7 separate regions of the Mus musculus genome follow, and regions 2, 3, 4, 5, 6 and 7 are each linked to region 1. A link is a contact called in public HiChIP or PLAC-seq and promoter capture Hi-C data. All regions are on one chromosome and are shown on one strand. The core of a region is the stretch at or near the end of the contact, and the rest is flanking DNA. Distances in the headings are between cores, read along the strand shown.

Region 1 (2,651 bases), core at 86-2,585:
CAACTTTTCCATACAGAGTCTAGTAATGGGAAGTGGGAATGCCCGGGCTCCGCCTGCAAGGGTCGCGCAACAAACAGAGAGGCACGGCAGCAAGGGCGAAAACGCACTCTGGGGACCACGGACGCCTCAGCGGCTGCCACTCTACAAACCTGCACACCTACCTGTTAGTGAGTTTCCGAGACGGGCCGTTACGCTCACGTGACCGACAGAGCTTTGTGTTAGCGGGCCTGAGAGTGCACCAGCCAGGCTCGGGACAACGCTCCAAAGCACCGGCTGAGAGGACAAGGGAACGCAGGGTGGAAAAGGAGGTGCTCCAGAAAACACAGTTGCAGCCTCCGGGAGTGGCACGCGGCCTCGGGCAGCCCGCCATCCTGCGGGACGAGGGCTGACGCCAGATCGCGGGCCCCCTGAAAAGTGAGGCAACCCGGAGAGCCGTACAGGCCCACCTGGAACCCACGCGATTGCCGCCCCTTACCGAAAACTGAGAATCAGAAGCCGCCGAGACCGAGGCTGCCGCCATCTTCCCACCTGCGCAACCCCAGACGCCGTCCTTGAGCTCCTCCTCCGGATTCGACAGCCGCCCGCCTGGGGCAAGCGGAATCCAAGTCCCCGATGGAAGGGGCGGGCGAGCTGCGAACCCTATAGGAGCCTCGGTCTCGCAAACCACAAGGACGCCACACTCAGCGCGCACGGGAAAGGCAACGCGTCTTGATAGACGCCTTCCAGTGACCAATCAGAAAAGAGGACAACTTCTGGTGGCAGGGAAGAGCCCGCCTCCTCTCTCGGTGACGTCACAAGGTAGCGCATCGCGGAGCCTGCGGGAACGGCAACGTCTGAGTTGACAGACGGCTCTGGGAGCGTCTGAAAAGGGATGGATTTTCTGGATGAGGAAGCAAAGGCTAGGGCTTCTGGAACCTTCAGCGCCTGCTGAGGCGGATGACGGAAGCTGAATAAAGGAGAATGGAAAGTTGACATACTCCATCAGCATCCCAGGAATAAACTCCAGAGAGCGTTGCTTCTCCATTTGATGTACTGACCTTTCGGCCAATGACAAACAGAAGTAGGAGGGGCTTAAGGATATGGTCCAATGGAAGCCAAGGACTGAAAAAAAGCGGCGTTTCGTGGACCCCCTGGCCAATGGGCTCAAGCGCACCAGCCAAACGACGACTGGCCGTGGCTTGTGGGCGGGATCTTTTCAAAGCGGATTTCGCGCTCTGAGAGCGGCGGCTTCCTATTGGTTGGTACTTTCTCTCTTTGTGGGCGCTCCCTGCCGAACCTAGGCCAGGGACTGGGCGGAGCTTTCTAGTGACGTAAGGCTCTCTGTAGCCAATCGTAGAGAGGGACGCGAGACCGAGGAGGAAGCGGAATCCACCGCCTAGCTCCCGCTTCGTCTCCCTCCGCCGCGGTCCGGGCCTAAACGGGAGCGGCGGGGCGGGCGGCAGTAGGTGTCCCGGGACGGCGGCGGAGGCGGAGGGAGACGCAGGGGACCCGGCAGTTACCGGGACTGGGCCACAGCAGCAGAAGAGCCCGCGGGCGGGGCAGCCGAGTTCCCGGAGGCCCCGCCTGAGCGCGCGCGGAGGAGCCGGAAAGCAGGATGGCGGCGTCGGCCTTGTACGCCTGCACCAAGTGCACGCAGCGCTACCCCTTCGAGGAGCTCTCGCAGGGCCAACAGCTCTGCAAGGTCGGTGGGCGCCGGTCGTTCAGCGCACCGCTCCCCGCCAGGGCCCGGGCATTATATGGGCGAGCCCCGTGTCGACCGCGTCCCGCCTGCTCGCAGGTTGGGCTAGCTCGGCCGCTTCTGGCGGTCTCGGGTGGGGCTGAGCCAAGCGGCCACCAGTCCTCCGTGTCGCAGAGATTGGGTGCAGACTCTCTCATCCCAGCTTTGGCAGGGACTGCCCTCTCCTTCCACTGGGAGGCAGGGCCCGTGTTTGCACTTTCTTGCTAGCAACCCGAAGCTGCAGAGCTGATGGCATTCTGCTTCCCTGTCCCGGAAAGCGAAGCGACTGGTTTAGGAACAGAGTGCTCTCTGATTTGGAGCTCCTCCCATCCCATAAAAGCCGGGATGCTGTCTGTGAGCAATTGTACAAAATAACTAGTAGTTTCACATGTAAACCACCCCTGGAAGTCAGTCCTGACAGCTTCCTTAGTTTCTCTCTGTTCCATATACCCCCTCCGCACCCCCCCCCTCCACTAAGGACAAAAATATCCCCATGGAATTATACTCTGCCTGACGGCTGATGTGATAAGTCACCCAGTTGTTTACGTTGCCAGCCAGGTTTTATTGACATTTCAGGCACTTGACTAAGTCGATTAATTTCTACCAAAGAGTGAGATTGGGTCTCTGAAATAAATACTGACTTATGTATTATCTTATTACAGGAATGTCGGATTGCACATCCTATTGTAAAATGTACTTACTGCAGATCAGAATTTCAGCAGGAGAGGTTTGTATACTGAGCAGTCTTTCATTGTTACAAATTCGTATAAGGAATAATTAGGGGTTGTAATATTTGTGTTAAAGTGCTTTGAAAAACTGATTTGTTTTTGAAATTTAAAATTTAGAGCTACTATGTACAGTATGAGAGAAGACATTTAACTAAAGAAATTCTGGTTTTACATGTGAAAATAAGGGATAAAATTGATAGATGGAA
Region 2 (2,651 bases), core at 69-2,568, 910 kb after region 1:
TGAAGGAGGTCAGGGAGGCAGATCCAGAGATACTTACATGGCTGTGAAATGACACTTGTCCCACCTCCGGCCTCGCTGTCCCCAGGACTGGCAGATGTAACCTACAAAGAGGTAGGAAGTTTGCTCAGACTTAAACGAATCACAACCCATGACATTATCAAAAGACAAGAACAGTATCATGTCTCATACTGTAGATTACCATGATCCAGGAGCAGAAAACACTAGAGGTAGATGCCCTTGAGGGGCAAGAGGGAGGTGGCCATTCTCCACAGAAGGCCAAGGGGAAGCTGGAGTGCTCTCCTTGCCAAGTGCATTTAGCTGAGTCATGCTACCATCTGATAACAGACAACAGCCCCAGATAGCTACCCAGATAACAACAGCGTTAGGCCCCAGAAGTGTGAGTGAGCTATGGAAGTGGGGTGATCCCTCAGCACAGGGATGACCCCTGGGGATGAACTGAACCAAAGCCAGCTCTCAACACAGGGAAGGACAGAGACTGACACTGTCTCTGCAGAAACTTCTTTGTCCAAGAAATTATTGTATCTTGGTCTGTTTAAAAAAAAAAAAAAAAAAAAAAAAAAAAAGAGCAAAGTCAAGAGAACTCTACTAAATGATAACAATGACAAAATGATCACAAACCTGTGTGGCCTGAGTCTAAAAGGTTCTCCAAACAGTAGATGTGTCGTTCTTATTCAGTATTGTTTCTGTCTGACCACCCAGCGAACAGCCACACTCCAAGTATTTGCTGAACCAACAGCAGGTGAATCTTTCCACATCAGAATTTGAGACGATTTCTAGTACCATTTACCAGAACCAAGTGTATCACACCAAGGCAAGTGAAGATACTTCAGGCTTTATTTAGTCTGTTGGTCTGTCTTTTGCTTATTCTTTGTTTTTCTCATTCTTTCACACACAATTTACAGCGACTGAATTAAAGCTAAGAAAATAGAAGGCAGCTATGCACCTCCTAGCCAGAGTGCCTTTTGCACTTCCATGGTATCTACTTGAAAGAAAAAGGTGGGAAAGCCTCAAAGGAGTTAGACAGGCATGTAGAAGAAAACACTGCCCAGGATAGCCAAAGGAAGGATAGACAGAAGTACTCACCATGAGGTCTCTTGAGGACCGCCCCACTTCCCTAGCACTGTGGCCAGTGGTGATGCCTCGCGCTCTCACACGGGCCCGTCCACTCATGTTCCTGGGTGCCAGCGGCTTTCCAGGGCTGGTGAGCCTCAACAGGAGTGTTTTCTCTTTGGCAAAAGAGACGGTGTGGCTGTGACTCGGAGTTTGGGAGTATTCAAGCTTCCCAAGATAGTTACTACAAACAGCAACCCGAGCGTGGGTGGGCAGGGCCCGGTGGACCCCCAGAATGCGCAGGCGCATGATGGGCGCGGCAAGGCGGGGGTGGGCACCTATTAGCATTGCATGAATCTCTCTCCTTCTCTTCGTCCCTCCCTCCTCCCCTGCCCCCCTCTCTGTCTATGTCTTTCTTTTTCTTTTTTATTCTTTCTGTCTCGCTCTCCCCTATACCTTTTTTTTTGCCTTCCTCTGTGTCCCTCATTTGCTATAAATACCCAGCATACAGTCTTTATCATTTGAGGATGTATCTCTCTGCTCCTGGTTTTTAGAAATTACCCAATCATAAATGTATATAGAATGGCATCACACACCACTCTGGAAGTGTGAGGGAAGCTTGTGGGACGGTCATAAGGTGTGCTTCTCTGAGTCTTGTTAGGGTGTATCCTGAGAAGGGGTGAGGTGAAACGGGGGGAGGGGGGGAGGTTAGTAGACAGGCCATTACACAAACGTTTGGAATGACCCAAAATGGATGTAACAATTCGAATAAATCTTAAAGAAATTAGATTGGGGCTGGAGAGGGTTTAATGGTTAGTATATTCTTGTTCTTTCAGAGGACCAGGGTTTGCCTCCTAGCACCCACGAAGTGACCCACAACTGTGTGGAACTCCAGCTTCAGAGGACCTGGCACCTTCTTCTAGCATCCTTGACTCCTGTGTGCTCCCGGTGCACACACAGACCCACATATAAAAATATTTATTTTTTTTATTTTAGTTTTAAATGGTTCTTTATTCATAAACTTGATGCAAGTTTACAAAATGTACTGTACATTGCCAAATAAATCTGCAATGAAAAATAAAATTAAAAAAAAAAAACCAACCCCAAAGCATGCCAAATGTGCAGCTGTCAATCTGTTAGCCATTAGGAAATTAGAATTCAATAATGTATTCAAGATTTTGCCTTAGGTATAAGGAACTTAATAATGTGTTGAAGAATTCTGTCTTGTCACTTGTCATCTGAGCCACTGGCAATCATATATTTAGGGTAACCAAGTGACCAAGAATACCAGATATCTTTTCTGCCCTCTTAACCAACAGAATCAAGAGAAACTAACACCACACATAAAATGCACAAGTGCCACATCTCCTAGATGTGGTTTGCAAAGTTTAAAAAAAAATCTCAAATCAAATATATAAGAAATACAGTTTAACTTTGTACTGGTTTGTGCAGGAAAATGTGCTTCTGGGTTTCTTTTTAAAAGTGCTTAAATAGCTAGATTTAAATCAAACATGGTGTTTATTTGTAACTCAGGCAACGGATATACAGTCTTGTAAACTCTTAAGAGAGGCATAGCCAGA
Region 3 (2,651 bases), core at 74-2,573, 850 kb after region 1:
CTCTTGCACGTGTGTGTATAAGGTGTGTATATTCTTTTGAGACATGCCTGTCCTGTCTTCTAGCTCTTGTGTGTCTGTATCTCTGTCAAAGCTGGCTGTCATCATGGGATTAAGCCCCATACCTCTGAGCTTGCCTATGTTCCTAGTATTACAAAAAAAAAAAAAAAAAAGGCAGGAAGAAAGGAAAGGGGTGGGTGAGGGGTTAGAATACCCAGCCAGTTACATCATGAATCCTCCGTTTATCACAGACAGTGTAAGGGGTGGGGGAATCTGGCACTGACCCCAGTCCTGAAAGCAGGAACCAGTATTTCCACATTTTTTTAGCTTGGTTGCGGAAGTTATAGATGGACACAGCAATACCTGTCTGCCTGACTCATAGGGCTGTCACAAAGATAGCAGATGGAGCAAGGTGAAGCACCCTGCTGCACCCCTGCATCAGCCTGACAGCCTAGCAGCTGGGACAAGCTCTGCTGTGGTTCTCCTGAGGAGTGCCACATTCCTATCCTGCTATGAAAGGGACAAAGGGAGCCCTGGGCTGGTCAGGAAGGTAGGCAGCTTGGAAATGTATCACAACCTTTTTGCTATTCTCTAAGCTGCAGTCACATGGGGAACAGTCACTTTGCAGTCCTGGAGCGCCTCATGGCAGTGGCTCCTGGAGGAAAGATTGTTGAGCTACATGGGAGCTAAATCCCAGGCCTGCACCCTCTATATCAGACACTCCCTCTCCCTCTCCCTCTCCCTCTCCCTCTCCCTCTCCCTCTCCCTCTCCCTCTCCCTCTCCCTCTCCCTCTCCCTCTCCCTCTCCCTCACCCTCACCCTCACCCTCACCCTCACCCTCACCCTCCCCCTTTCTTTCCCCATGAGCATGTACATGAGCACCTGTTTGTGCATACATGTGGGAGCCAGAAGTCAACTCGGGGTATCTTCTTGTATTGCTCCTCACTTAACCTGCAGCTCTCACCCGGTGTCCAGCAAACTCCTCCCTGCTGTTTTGGGATTACAGACTGTGTTGCTGTGTTCAGTTTTTGTGAGTGCTGGGATCTAAGCGTAGGCCCTCCTTCTTGCTCAGAGAACACTTTAATCATAGGGAGACATCTCCCTATGAAGGGAAATTTTGGGAAGGAAATTGAGATTATTTTAAAGAATGGGCCATTTCCGAAAGGGTCAGTGTGAAGTGACGGGAGCATCAGGACATCTCTGACAACCACAGCGTGGGTGCTAAAGCAGGAAGGTCAGAAGCTCGCTCACTCACGCATTCATCTTGATAGATGGGAGGAAGCCGGACTGATCAGGTCCAGAGTGGTAGGTGGGGGCTGGAGTGTCTCCTAGAATGGGAATGAGGGTGGGAATGGGCTTGCAAGAAAGCCAGTGCCGATGTATAGGGCCTGTCTGAGCTGTCCATTCAAAGCCAAAGGTTCCACTAAGGGAAAGGGCAAGGCAGGATTAGATTAGGTTTCAAAAGCCTGCTCTGGTTGTGGTGGAGAAGACAAACAGTAGGGCTGTGGAAGGGAACTTGTGTCCTTAAAGAGCACAGAGGCTCTGGACTGAGAGAGAGCTAACGTCACATAGTTGCTCCGTCTGTGAATTCAGAGCTGAGTGAGCACTTCAGAAGTGGAGCCTAGTAAGAGACAGTGGAGTCACTGTGTGTGTGTTCCAGAGACACTTTCTCTTCCTTCTCTCTGTTTCCTGGCTGCCACAGGGTCAGCCCCTTGGATGCTCCGTGTTTTCCTGTTACCTTGAAGTCTTACCTCAGGACTGTGACAATGGTACCAGCCAACTGCAGAGAGGATACTTTGAAAGCAAATGAACCTCTTACTTGTGGTTGTAAGTTGATTTTCTCTGGTATGTTGTTGCATCAATAGGAGTTAATTGACATCACGCACAGCACTCCATTAGAGGTGACACAAGGACAGCCAGCCAGGTGTTCAAGTAGAAAGCGTGTTCCTGCAGGAAGGGTTAGACACAGCTTTCCTGCCTCCTGTTTTCATTGCCTTTCCTATTACCCTCCTAGCTCCTGTCTGCCTTCAGAACAGTTGTCTCCTTCCTCATCTGTGGAGTGGGGCAGATCTTCAGAAAGCAAGACTTGTTAAAAAAATAATTAATCCTATGTAAATAAACTTGACATATATGTATATATAATCCATGAAGTCCCATTGTCTATAATTTATTGCTTGAGCTTTTTTTTGCAATTTTTATTTATCCTTCTCTCATACACTACATCCCTACCACAGCCTCCCCTTCCTCCGCTCCTCCCAGCCCCTCTTCTCCTCCCTCCCAGATCCACTGCTCCTCCATTTCCCTTCAGAAAAGAGCAGGCTTCCCAGTGATGTCAACTGAACACAGCATAACTAGATGCAGTAAGACTAGGCACAAGCCCTCATATCAAGGCTGGATGAGGCAACCTAAGAAGAAGAAAAGGGTCTCAAGAGCAGGCAAAAGATTCAGAGACAACCCTACTTTCATTGTTAGAAGTCCCCTAAAAAACCCCAAGCTAAACAACCACAGGATGTACACAGAGGATAGAGCACAGACCATGCAGGCTCTGATTGCTGCTTCAGTCTCTCTGAGCCCCTTTGGGCCCTGCTTAATTCATTCTGTGAGCCAAGGTCTCCTGATGCCCTTGACCCCTATAACCCCTATACTTCTTTCTC
Region 4 (2,651 bases), core at 95-2,594, 790 kb after region 1:
TTGACACTGTTTGGAGTTCAGTGGACCTCTGAGGCATGACATCCTCCACCATCACCAAGGACTTTAATAAGCAAAGCCCGCCAAACTTTAAGTCTTTGTAGGGAAACAGAACCATGGGCAGGAAGCAGAGGGGCCGAAGGACCAAATACCATCCAAAATGTAAGCATCAAGGCCCCGTGAGATCGAAACCTGTCTCCAGAAGCCGACGTCCAGGTAACCCACACACTATCCCTACTTAAAGGCATTTAGACAATACACCCACCACAAGAGCTGAAAGGCAAACATTTTCCAGGGGGAAAAAAGGAGGCAGAAAATAGGGGCACAGGCCCGGGATTCGTCTTCTGAGGTCCCCAAGCAGGGGACTTGGAGAAGGTGAGACCTCATCTCCCAGCCTGGCTACTTAAGGCTAACACCAGTGGGTCCCCTGCACTGTCAGGGGCCGTCACGGGCCGAGGTTCCACTTTCCTGTCTGCCACAAATGTCACGTTCCAAAAAAGTTCAACCAGCTCCCCCTTGGAAAGTTTGTGCTTCCTCCCGGAAACCAGATTTTTTCCAAGGCACTGCCAACAGGCCAGGGAAAGCCGGATCCTACCCCTGATTTGTGCAAGAAACTTGTTTGGGGAGAACAAAGAAGGCTCAGGGCGGAAAGGCCCGAGCCTCCGGGCCGGGGCGCGTCCTGGGGTCCAGGCTGGGCGCCCCGCGCGCCTTTGTCTGCGCCAGAGCAGCGGCACCCGCCAAGCCTCCAGATCCTCCGGGACCGCAACCTGCCAGCCACAGGAGAAATGCCAGTCCCGCGTCAGGGGCCCGCACGCGTACCCGAGTCCTTGGCCTCCCGTGGGAATCCCCCACGGGGGTACTGGGCACTCGGAGGGTAGTTCTGAACCGAATTCTGCTTTTTGTCTTGTTGAACCTTCTGGATCCCTCACAGGACAATCTGAGGCCCCAGCACAAATCTGGTTCACCAAGTCCCCACATCTGGTGCGGAGCTGATGTCAGCCTGGGCTCTCGGGAGCAGCCGCGGAGACCTCTCGGCCCAGTCAGGGGGAGCCCTCCCGGACCCCCGGCTTGAGCTGATTACCTCTAAGCACAGGCTCGCAAGGTCCCCGGCGCGACTTTGCCCTCCGCATGGGGCGATCATGGGACGATCCTGGCTTGGGCAACGCGGCGGCAGGGGAATGGCGGCAGGGGGATGGCGGCTGGGAGGCGCGGCGAAGGGTGCCTCTGCACTCGGGCAGCAGAGAGATGCCCCGTTCCCCCTCCAGTCCCACCCACCCCACCCCGCTGCCGGGTCCCTGGGCGCCCCGCGCTCCCAGTCGCCAGCGTGCTACCCAGGAGGGTCGCTGGTCTGATCCCTGTAACCCTACACTTCACCCCGCCCCGGCCCCGGCCGCGGGGCCCTAGAGCCCGTCCCCAGTTTCCCGTCGCCCCTCCCGGGATTTCGGAAACTGCCGGGACTCAGGCTGACGTGTCTCCCTGAGACCAAAAAGGGAGACTGGCTCCCTTGTTTTTGTCCCCTATCCGCGTTTGAATTCCTGTCACACTCACCATTTCTATCTGAATGCCTTAGAATCCTTTGCTGGAATATGCCTCCGAACTCCAGGCTAGGTTTGGTTTAGGACCAACTTTTCTTCTAAGTGGAATTTCCAGGTGAAAGCGATCCCCAGGCCCTAGTACTTCTATCAGGTGGGGCGGTCAGGATAGGAGGGGCTATGATGTGCTCCACTGAGGAACAGAACAGCTAGCTAAACAGACCTTCCTTACAGCCTTAAATGTTCAATGGCTTCCTAGGACTGTACATCCTGTGACCACAACCCTCAGGCTGCTATCTGCTCAAACAGAAGCAAAGAATTTGAAGTCTGTGACTCTGCCCCGCCTTCGAAATCAGACTTTTTCCCTAAGCAACGCTCCTTGCCCAGCCCTCTGCGAGGTTACACTCACTGTCTTCTGAAGCCATGCACTAGGACCTTTCTGGTCTGTCTTCTGAGAGCAGAGGCCAGTGGCTGCTGCCCAAGCCCCTACTTGGAGGGTTAGGGCATATCAAGGTTTCTGACGGTTGGCTCCTCTTTTCTCTCTTCTTACCTGGCCATGGGGGCAGGGGTCATGTCTGGCTTGTGCCATCTCCCTAAACTCACCCGCTCACCGCTTCACCCCCAGTGTTCCAGCCGGATTCCATGACAGCCCTCTGATTTCTCAGACAGAGGCCCAAATGTAATTGCTGAACTTATTTCTCAAGCACAGGCTTCGTTAAAGTCACCTGCCTTTGTAGAACACACAAAGCCAGGACGTGTGCACAGAAAAGAACAGGGCAGTAGGTCCCCTCTTGTTAAGAGTCTGGACAGGAGAGAGAAGAGACCAGCTCTGTGTAGAGGGGGAAGGGGCAGAGATCCGATGTGCAGGAAAAGGAGGCACTGGGCAAGCAAGCAGCAGTGCAGCCTGGAGGGAATTGGCAAGGTTTCTCACCAAGGGTGCTTGGCAAGAGCTGATAAATGAGGAAAGAGTTTTCACTGCAAAGGAAGAGACAACACGAGTAAGTGGACAGTCACAAAGTGCAGGGCTGGGAAGGACTGAACGGTAAACGTACACAGCTTCCACTTGGCTAGTGCGGAAACTCCCACCCGGCTGTGCAAGGACTTCCCTAACGGCACAGAACA
Region 5 (2,651 bases), core at 57-2,556, 730 kb after region 1:
CCAGGGGGCTTCTGGGTGAATCTGTAAGCCATTCTATCTGATTCTCCAGTCCCTCAGCCTGTCACTCACCTGCTGTGTCCTCAGAGCGTCTAGCTCCCTCTCCAGCCAGGTCCGCAACCTGCGTTCCATCTGCCCTCGCTTCTCGCACGCTGACTGCAGCTGGGTCAGGGCCTGCTGCAGCTTCTCCACCTTTTCCACATAGGCTTGCTTCTCTCGTAACTGAAGAAGAGAGTGAAACCTTGCAGAGTGGACACCACTGACTACTGCAGCCGGGTGGGAGACAAGCTGGAGACCCCAGCTGAGCTGCAGGAGTGTGAGCCACCCTTTCCATCCTGCAGAAGCCTATGGCAGGTACAGCAAGGTGGCCAGGAGGCTGGGGGTGGGAGGCCCTCTGCTCTGCCTGTACAGGGTCATGGGAACACCTCTGTACTTTCTGACTCATTACTGGTTTATAATCATAGCACTTGCGGCCAATGGAAAGGAGATTAAGAGAAAGCTTTTAGTGTATAGAAATGCCTAGTCTCTAAAGTTTAATAAAAAACCCTAAACCAGAAGTTATTTACATTATTACAACCATATCTGTCTAGCTATGAATACATAGATCCATGAAAAGAAGAGAAAGGACAATCTTTAGAAGTATCTGTCATGTTTGTAGTAGAAGAGCTATTTCTGCAAGAACAACAAGAAATGTAGTTCTGAATTTTCTCTACTAAATAAAAATTATGTCTATAAAAAGCAATATATGATAAATATAGTAAAAACACCATATGTAACAAATATGCTACAATTATTTCTACACTAGAGGAATTTTCTATCTCCATAATTTGGATGTATGCATACACATATGTGCACTCATTTGTATATTTGCTGGTGAACAATAGTCTCACTTCAGCAGTTTCTGGAGTGACTTTCTCCTCTGGCTAAGGAGCTTCCTGAGGGGACAGGAAGGACACAGAGAGCACCTGTGGGGATGCCTAAGGAAGTGGAAAAAATGTTAAATGATTACATAAACATACCATCAGGTATGGATTTACAGCCATGACCCACGGTGCCAAACCCTTAGTGCTCGGGGCTCTGTCTGCCCTGGGAATCTGGTTCACGTGCATAAATCCAGGTGTTTTTCCTGCTTCCTGGGAATCAACTGGGGCCAAGAAATCAAGCCAAAACATTTCCTGGATCTGGTGCTCTGCAAGAAGACACCGGATGCTGTTTTCCTGTCTCTTAGCACCTGGTGGAACAGATAGATGCCTTACTAGTGACTCAGCAGAGTGCTGAAGCACTGTCACACAGCGGGCTGCGACACGCCCGCCTGGCAAGGCAGCCTGCAGCTGAGGGAGGCTTCTAGCTGTGCAGCAGCTCTGCCACGAGCCCTGCCTACTTCTGCTCACACTACCAGCGCCACCACAATAAGACAGAAGCCTTCCAGGCAGCTACAGCTGTACCTGACTGTTGGGTGATTCTCTCTCAGGGCGCCTTTGCTTGTTTACATTAGCAGGCTTTTGAATAGAACCTGTCTGTTAGGTAGGTTCCTGAGCTTAGCGGTTTGGAGCAAATGCTTCATATGAACTGCCAGACGTTCTTACCACTGTGTGCAGAGCTATGCGTATACAGCCACCATGGAATGTGTGTGTCTACGTCTCTGCTGGTCAGAGCGAGCAGTGTGTCTCCGATGCATGGGCCAGTGACAACCCACAGCAGGTACTCCATGTGTAACGTTAACTGAAGGAGTACTATCCCTGAGCAGCTGTAAGATCCTTAAGTGTGTGGATCCATCCCTGCATGGTTCAGCCTTACGGCTGGCAAGGAGCATTTCCCTTGAGGATGATTCATGACAGACATTCTACCAGACGGCATTTTCAGAGTGCTACTGTACCAGACATTTTGCTCTGTAAGTGCATCTCATCGCACCCTCCTGGGGACAAGGAGCAATGCCCTATTCCACTTCTACATGGGGGATGAGAAAGCTGAGGGCAACGAGGCAAAATGACTTGGTCACAGTCACGTAGCTGGTGAGCCGGGAAGCTTGTATGTCACACTGGCAGTGGCCTAGCTCTACAACCCTGTTGTGACAGCCCTGGTAAACTAGTACAAGGCAAGTATTTTAAGACCCTGGGACCAAATCAAAACCCTTCCAAAGAAACGTGCATAAGAACAGGGAGTGCAGGGCTGGAGAGATTGCTCAGTGGTTAAGGGCACTGCTCTTCCAGAGGACCAGAGTTCAATTCCCAGCACCCATGTGGCATATCACAGCTGTTTGTGATTCAGATTTCATATGCAGATGCATAAAATAAATTTAAATTTTAAAACAATAAAAGAACAGGGAGTGGGAGTAAAGCCAAGTGCCTGAGTCATCCGCCTAACAGCCTAACACAGCTGAGCAGGGGAGGCCAAGCAAAGACCACGACAGGGTTCAGGAATTAGTGACCAGCCCATCAAGGGCCCATAAATGACTTCCATTTCTATAAGGAATATTAAAACCAAACAAAAGGGCTGGCACAATGGCTCAGCAGGTAGAGGTGCCTGCTCTCCGAGCCCCGCTGTGAGAGTCTGCTGTGCAAGCCTGTCAACCTGAGTTCAGTCCTGGAACTCACACAAAAGCTGTCCCTTGAGCTCCCAAGCATTCTGTGACATGTATGCTCCACCCCCATGCA
Region 6 (2,651 bases), core at 107-2,606, 700 kb after region 1:
CTCCTTCTTCCTGTACAGAATCCTTCAGCACAGCTCATTTCCCAAACTCTACCTCAGCACCCAAGATCCTAGTTCTGTGGCATGTGTTCTGTGTGTGTCTCTTCTTGCATTCAACCCACCTCCACCAACAGCACAGTCCAGCCCCCTGACCGAGCCTGTTGGTGGATGAGGCTCCTTTTGGTCTGTTCAGGATTCAGTAAACTCTTAACATTTGGTACATAACTTGGGTTGAATTCACTAGAAGATCTTCAGAGAACATGGGGTTGGAAGTCATTGTATTCACAGTGAGTGAACACCCCACCACCGGAGAAGTCAAGGTCCATGAAAGGAAAGCAGCAACTCTAGAAATCATAACAAGCCTTAGAGAGAAGGCATTATAGGAGTGGGTAAGCCATGTAGGGAGGGGAGGCAGTGACAGTGTGGGGAAGGCCACATAGGCACGGGCAGGTGGGGTCGGCATGGAGCAGAAGGTAGAGGTGTAGGGTAGGCAAAGAAGAGATGAGGCAGGCAGTGTCAACACTGGGCAGGTGGTGTAGACAAGAGGAAGGTCATTAGTAAATGATGTTATCTGCCCAAGACACTTGGAGACATCTTTCTGCAGACATATATCTAAAGGGGGGTTAAGGCAATGGAACCCTTAAGAACCCTCTTTAGAAAGATTTATGGTGTGTGTGTGTGTGTGTGTGTGTGTGTGTGTACATGAGTATGGTGCCTGTGGAGGCCAGAGGAGGATCCCGGAACCCCTGGAGTTAGAGGTGCCAAGAACTCTAGTCTGTAAGACTAGCAAGTGCTCTTAACTGCTGAGACTTCTCTCCAACACTAAAAATGCTCTTACACCCAGAATGGAAACTGGTTTTCTGTGGGCTGAGGAGCAGAGAACACACACACACACACACACACACACACACACACACACACACACACACATACACAGAAAGAGAGAGAGCTTCCTGGCACTCATGTCTTTTAATACCCAAGGGCCTCTTTGTGACCATTTTAGGTTCACTCTTCTGTAAGTAGTTTGCAGCCACAGGGATACTTCTAGGATGATCTCTTTGCAAGAACAGAGACTAGAAAGCCAGATGGCTTTTCCCTCTCTGTACAGGCCCTCCTCTTCTCCTCTGTTCTTGTGCTCCAGCAGCTAGACTTAGCACATTTCTGCTCAGAAAATGTAATTCTGGAGACCCAGGCCTGTCCTAAGAGTGTGAGAGCTGTGGAAGCAGCACCAGAAGCAAATGTCTACAGTCAGACATGAGCGTTGAAAAGCTTCCAGGAGTATCAGACATTTACCCAGGCTCCTCCTGCCTAGGTTAAGCGCCCAGAGAAAGCTGTGGTCATTCCCCAAGTTGGCCATTAGGTGGCACCCCCATCGCCAAGCAAGAGCTCTGTCGGGCTCTCATTTCATGTAGAGCAATGTCAAGACTTCCTACCACTGTCACAATGTCCAAAGGTGGAACTTCTTTCCCCTTTGACTGGAGGAGTTTTATTAAACACACACAAACTTTTCAATGCTCATTATAAAAGCAATGTTTCTGATTTTCCTAATAAAGACTAGTCACTATTTTACATTTAGCTCACCCCTAGAAGGAAGTTAAAAGTATGGTTAGATCTTTAGCAACACAGACTTATTTGGGAAAGAAATGACACAAAGAAGCCTATCACTCTCGTCGTGTGACAGACCACAAATAGGAATTTTGCTCTAGATTCCCGGCACCCAAGGGACACACCTGTGGGAATGGTCACTTCTTTCTCCACAGTGGAGCTGTGGGGAGAATCTGGAAGTGCTACACCCACCATATAGCAAATCCAGACGCTAAAGGGCGCCATTTGAATACAGCGTCCTCATGGGCGATGAGCGATGTCGGGAGACTTGAGCTTGCTGAGGGTTTCTACAGTCCTGGAGTCAAAGCCTTCAGCATTCCTTCTGCCTTCTGAACAGACGTTACCCTCACATCACACTCCGCATCCCCACTTGAACTTGGAGGCACTCACGTTGTCCTCGAATGTCTTACTTTGTCCTAGTGTGGAGTCCACCATGTACCCAGTGTTATATCCATTAGCATGTTTGCTTGTTTTTCAAGACAGGGTCTCACTCTGTAGTTCTGACTGTCCTGGAACTCGCTATATGGACAGGTGGGCCTCAAAATCACAGAGATCCTCCTGCCTCGCTGGCCCCAGGAGTGCTGAGATTGAAGTATGCGCCGCCATGCCCGGCACCAGCCTCTCGAGAAGCAACCTTGGGTTCCTGGTCTCTCGTTGCTGGAGCTCCATGAAGGCCTAGGCTAGCGCTCTCACCTCTGTCTGCGGGATACTGATCTTAATCTGGCACTTCACAGAACCTAAAGCATTTACACCAGGGTTCCAAACAGCTGTATGGACTTCTCCAGTGCGACCCGAGGTGTGGGTTACACTCTCCAGCTCAGGCTCTTTCTGACATGCGTCCACCACGCTCCCTGAAGAACACATGGTGAGTTTTCCGTTGTTCTGCCCTTGATCTGAGCTCTTGTGCCGCTGATGATGTCTCTGGCCAGAACACGGCTCACCTTGCCTTTCTGTCCACTCGTGAACTCCGCCACAGGAAAGCTCCTGACAAGTTTCTCAACTTATTCATGGGCTGGCCCAGGAGAAGAAGTAGAATGGTGCAAAAACAA
Region 7 (2,651 bases), core at 84-2,583, 520 kb after region 1:
ACACACTATTGTGTGGAGTTCAGAAAAACAACATCAGAGAAACTCAATGGCAGCCTCCTTGGGTTTCCAGCTGACACCATGTTTTTAACAGGCCAGGGATCTCAGAAGCAGGTGAAACCAGTTATTACAAAAGCCTCACAAGTTCATGTTGCAGTCACAGAAGCCGTGTCTGCAACAGCTGCTGAGGTTGCCAGGCTATCAGTTCCACACAAAGAGCTGAGCTTCATAGTTTCTTTAAATTATCTCTAAAACAATCTCATAGATGGTATCAAACAAACATCGGGGTTAAAAACTTTTTGTATTGTTTTATTTTATGTGTATTAGAAAGGGTTTTGTGTGCATGGATAGGAGCACCATGTGTGAAGTTCTTCTGGAGACCAGAAGAGGGCACCAGATCCCCAAAACTGATGTCATGGCCAGGCGGAGCTGCCTATGGGTGCTGGGTCTCTAACTCGGGTCCTCTGGAAGCACATGTCTCAACAACTGAGACATCTCTTTCGCCTAAATTAGAATTTCTAATTTTAAATGACAATCATAAATATCTGTGACATATTTAGATTTATTGTTTTGTCTGGATTTTTCTTTTGAGTTGCAGAGAGTAGGCAGAACACACGCCATGTGAGTCTGGGCCCGTCGCCACCTCCCTGAGTCACCTAGAACAAGCTCAGGGTTCTTGCTTAGGAGCATCTCTCTGATCACAAAGCAGAGCTCTTCTCCTCTACCCTCTCTATTTGAAAGTGTTTTATCACTGCTTTTATTAATATCTCTAGGGAAGACTGCAATTACAGTTAGCACAAAACAGACTTTTTTTTTAACCAGCGTGCTACAATTTATGTAATTAACAATGTATTTGTATTATGAGGGGGACTCAATTTGTTTAATCATCTTCAAAGAGTACATTGCCCTATACATCACCAAACCTTTTACTAGGCAGGAAGACAGAAAAGTTGGCATTATAAAAAAATGTTCTTATAGAGAAAGAGTAAAATATTTCTTCTGGAATGTAGGGGAGAGTTCTAAGAATTTAGAGGTGAACGGTGCCTTAGAGATGCCTGGAACTCCGCCTTGGGGAGACTGGGAGCAGTATGTGCTTTGCTTTGGAGAAGACAGGATGGGATATGACAATCCCAGAAGCTGTAGGACAAGCCCTAGACACCAGGGGCTTCTGTGGTTTGCGTGTGGAGGGTGAATACAGAGCTGGGCACGGAGATGAACAAACGCATATAGAATCTGCCTCAGAGGCTGGAAGTAGATCCCAGCTAGAGATGGACTGTAGGTGCTAGGACATCGAGGACTTGCATAAGCAACAGAGTTGGCAGGAAGCTCAGGAGGTAAGCATTGCCTGCCAGAGCAGTAGAAAGTTCACCAAGGCCCTGGCCAAAGGGGAAAGCTGTGCTTCCATCAGAGAGAGTAATCCTTCATGACTGCAAGTGGCTCCTCCTTTTAAAGCAGAAGTGGGGGAACCCTGTGCTTTGTCTAAAGCTCGTCTTCTCAGCCTCTGCTTAGCCCCTTGAAGGCAATGCTTGTAGGTTCCCTGGCCATCCATGACACTTACACAGCTGGCCAGGGGCTGAGCCCTCCCATCCTCCACACAGAAAACAGTTTCCCATGGTACCCTTATCCACTTCTAATGGAAGTGGGAGAGACGGGGCTCTGCAGTGCATCTCCAGATTTCTATAGTTACTTGTTTTATAGCCCATGGATCAGATTATCCACCTATCCCTTCATCTTCAACTTGACTCTGTCCGGGACCCAATAGCTTGACTCTGGAATGGTTTTGTTTGGGTTGTCTTTTCTTCTTCCTTTTTATGAACTTGCATGTGCTATGAACCCAAGCAGTTATTTATCAAATGAATGTGGAATCTTTTCAGTGATATAGTTGCTTTTGAGTCACTCCTGCTCCTTGAGCATGCCCCCATCTGTATCCCTTCCAGTAACTCCAGGAAAGCCATTGCTTCACCAAGGGGAACTTTGGTCTACCATGCTTCCTGATCTCAATTCCCACATTGATCTTGAGACTCTCAAGAACATCATTTGTTTTGAAAACCCCATCACAATCTACTCTTCAAGTAAAACAGAAATAAAAATAAACAACTGAGATCTAAGTCTCTGGATTCTTAGCAGCACCCTGACTTTGGGATTGAGTAAAAATGTCTGCAGTTGGCATTGAATAATTTATTAAAATACTGAATGGAGAGATGTTCCCTGGTAAGAGAATGCTTAGTGGCATTCAGTGTGAGTTCTGGTGTGGACAGGTTCGTCAAGACCCAAGTCCACTTCCTTCCTGTGTGGCCTTGGATGAAGTATGTGAGCTCATTAAGGACACAAGCCCGGCGTCTTTATAGAAGCCAAGTATGGTGGGCACACACGTTCCTGACACTAAGGGCATAATGTCTAGGACTAGATGCCATGTTGGTGGAAACTATGCTATGATTGCTGAAGAGAGCAAAATGCAGTCTCTAGAGAGGCAGATCAGTATTTCCACACTTAGGAAATACATTATGCCTTCTCACTGTTCACAACGAGCCGAGATACCACCAACATCCACTCCCTTCCACTGTGCCAACTGTAAAGCATCTGCAAGGAGATTTGGCACCTGCTTAGTGTATTAGCAAAGAAAGTCAGGTATGGACAGAGAGATTGAAACGGAC

The links. Promoter capture Hi-C pulls out the DNA fragments that hold promoters and counts their contacts. HiChIP or PLAC-seq counts read pairs in DNA pulled down with a chosen protein or histone mark.
Region 2: a contact with region 1 is called in a FOXA1 HiChIP or PLAC-seq map of pancreatic cancer cells. The contact joins the promoter of Piwil4 here to the promoter of Fam76b in region 1. A contact is called at or near these places in 7 of 39 promoter capture datasets (the 3T3-L1 cell line, cranial neural crest, embryonic stem cells and 4 more) and 6 of 115 datasets of contacts at active chromatin or transcription factors (the SCID.adh cell line, T-cell acute lymphoblastic leukemia, embryonic forebrain and 3 more).
Region 3: a contact with region 1 is called in a promoter capture Hi-C map of embryonic stem cells, with 4 times the contacts expected there. The contact joins the enhancer-like site here to the promoter of Fam76b in region 1. A contact is called at or near these places in 5 of 39 promoter capture datasets (cranial neural crest, embryonic stem cells, hippocampal neurons and 2 more) and 8 of 115 datasets of contacts at active chromatin or transcription factors (the NIH/3T3 cell line, the SCID.adh cell line, acute myeloid leukemia and 3 more).
Region 4: an H3K4me3 HiChIP or PLAC-seq map of bone marrow-derived macrophages shows a contact between it and region 1, with 10 times the contacts expected there. The contact joins the promoter of Amotl1 here to the promoter of Fam76b in region 1. A contact is called at or near these places in 1 of 39 promoter capture datasets (embryonic stem cells), 3 of 484 Hi-C or Micro-C datasets (cardiomyocytes and embryonic stem cells) and 13 of 115 datasets of contacts at active chromatin or transcription factors (the NIH/3T3 cell line, T-cell acute lymphoblastic leukemia, astrocytes and 6 more).
Region 5: a FOXA1 HiChIP or PLAC-seq map of pancreatic cancer cells shows a contact between it and region 1. The contact joins the enhancer-like site here to the promoter of Fam76b in region 1. A contact is called at or near these places in 1 of 39 promoter capture datasets (embryonic stem cells) and 6 of 115 datasets of contacts at active chromatin or transcription factors (the 230-238 cell line, bone marrow-derived macrophages, large pre-B cells and 2 more).
Region 6: a contact with region 1 is called in an H3K4me3 HiChIP or PLAC-seq map of pro-B cells, with 5 times the contacts expected there. The contact joins the enhancer-like site here to the promoter of Fam76b in region 1. A contact is called at or near these places in 1 of 484 Hi-C or Micro-C datasets (embryonic stem cells) and 8 of 115 datasets of contacts at active chromatin or transcription factors (the SCID.adh cell line, T-cell acute lymphoblastic leukemia, acute myeloid leukemia and 5 more).
Region 7: an H3K4me3 HiChIP or PLAC-seq map of the SCID.adh cell line shows a contact between it and region 1, with 12 read pairs. The contact joins the enhancer-like site here to the promoter of Fam76b in region 1. A contact is called at or near these places in 6 of 39 promoter capture datasets (Sertoli cells, embryonic stem cells, hippocampal neurons and 3 more), 1 of 15 datasets of contacts at CTCF or cohesin (large pre-B cells), 1 of 484 Hi-C or Micro-C datasets (bone marrow-derived macrophages), 33 of 115 datasets of contacts at active chromatin or transcription factors (the 230-238 cell line, DN3 thymocytes, the NIH/3T3 cell line and 24 more) and 4 of 9 other capture datasets (adipose tissue, embryonic stem cells, liver and 1 more).

What each region holds. Positions count from the first base shown.
Region 1 is chr9:13,826,381-13,829,031 of GRCm38.p6, forward strand. Fam76b (family with sequence similarity 76, member B) reads left to right here and starts at 1,336. Exons shown (of 10, transcript NM_176836.4): 1 at 1,336-1,681; 2 at 2,380-2,444. The coding sequence starts at 1,595. Cep57 (centrosomal protein 57) reads right to left here and starts at 727. Exons shown (of 11, transcript NM_026665.4): 1 at 476-727. The coding sequence starts at 520.
Region 2 is chr9:14,739,354-14,742,004 of GRCm38.p6, forward strand. It overlaps Piwil4 (piwi-like RNA-mediated gene silencing 4), which reads right to left and starts at 1,319. Exons shown (of 20, transcript NM_001368831.1): 1 at 1,105-1,319; 2 at 38-101. The coding sequence starts at 1,191.
Region 3 is chr9:14,676,123-14,678,773 of GRCm38.p6, forward strand. No RefSeq gene overlaps it. Among named protein-coding and RNA genes, the nearest start is that of Gm7607, 14 kb to the left of the region's middle. Within about 2 kb of position 1,324, at least 55 of the 459 cell types and tissues checked have an H3K27ac peak or open chromatin away from gene starts, as enhancers often do. A contact at or near this core is called in the SCID.adh cell line, embryonic stem cells and stem cell-derived epiblast-like cells, where this site is marked.
Region 4 is chr9:14,613,656-14,616,306 of GRCm38.p6, forward strand. Amotl1 (angiomotin-like 1) reads right to left here and starts at 1,345. Exons shown (of 13, transcript NM_001081395.1): 1 at 1,079-1,345. The coding sequence starts at 1,127.
Region 5 is chr9:14,558,390-14,561,040 of GRCm38.p6, forward strand. Amotl1 (angiomotin-like 1) reads right to left here. Exons shown (of 13, transcript NM_001081395.1): 8 at 70-219. Among named protein-coding and RNA genes, the nearest start is that of Amotl1, 55 kb to the right of the region's middle. Within about 2 kb of position 1,307, at least 88 of the 459 cell types and tissues checked have an H3K27ac peak or open chromatin away from gene starts, as enhancers often do. A contact at or near this core is called in pancreatic cancer cells, where this site is marked.
Region 6 is chr9:14,522,500-14,525,150 of GRCm38.p6, forward strand. No RefSeq gene overlaps it. Among named protein-coding and RNA genes, the nearest start is that of Cwc15, 23 kb to the left of the region's middle. Within about 2 kb of position 1,357, at least 29 of the 459 cell types and tissues checked have an H3K27ac peak or open chromatin away from gene starts, as enhancers often do. A contact at or near this core is called in the SCID.adh cell line, T-cell acute lymphoblastic leukemia and pro-B cells, where this site is marked.
Region 7 is chr9:14,348,243-14,350,893 of GRCm38.p6, forward strand. No RefSeq gene overlaps it. Among named protein-coding and RNA genes, the nearest start is that of Gm34156, 20 kb to the right of the region's middle. Within about 2 kb of position 1,334, at least 6 of the 459 cell types and tissues checked have an H3K27ac peak or open chromatin away from gene starts, as enhancers often do. A contact at or near this core is called in the SCID.adh cell line and pre-B cells, where this site is marked.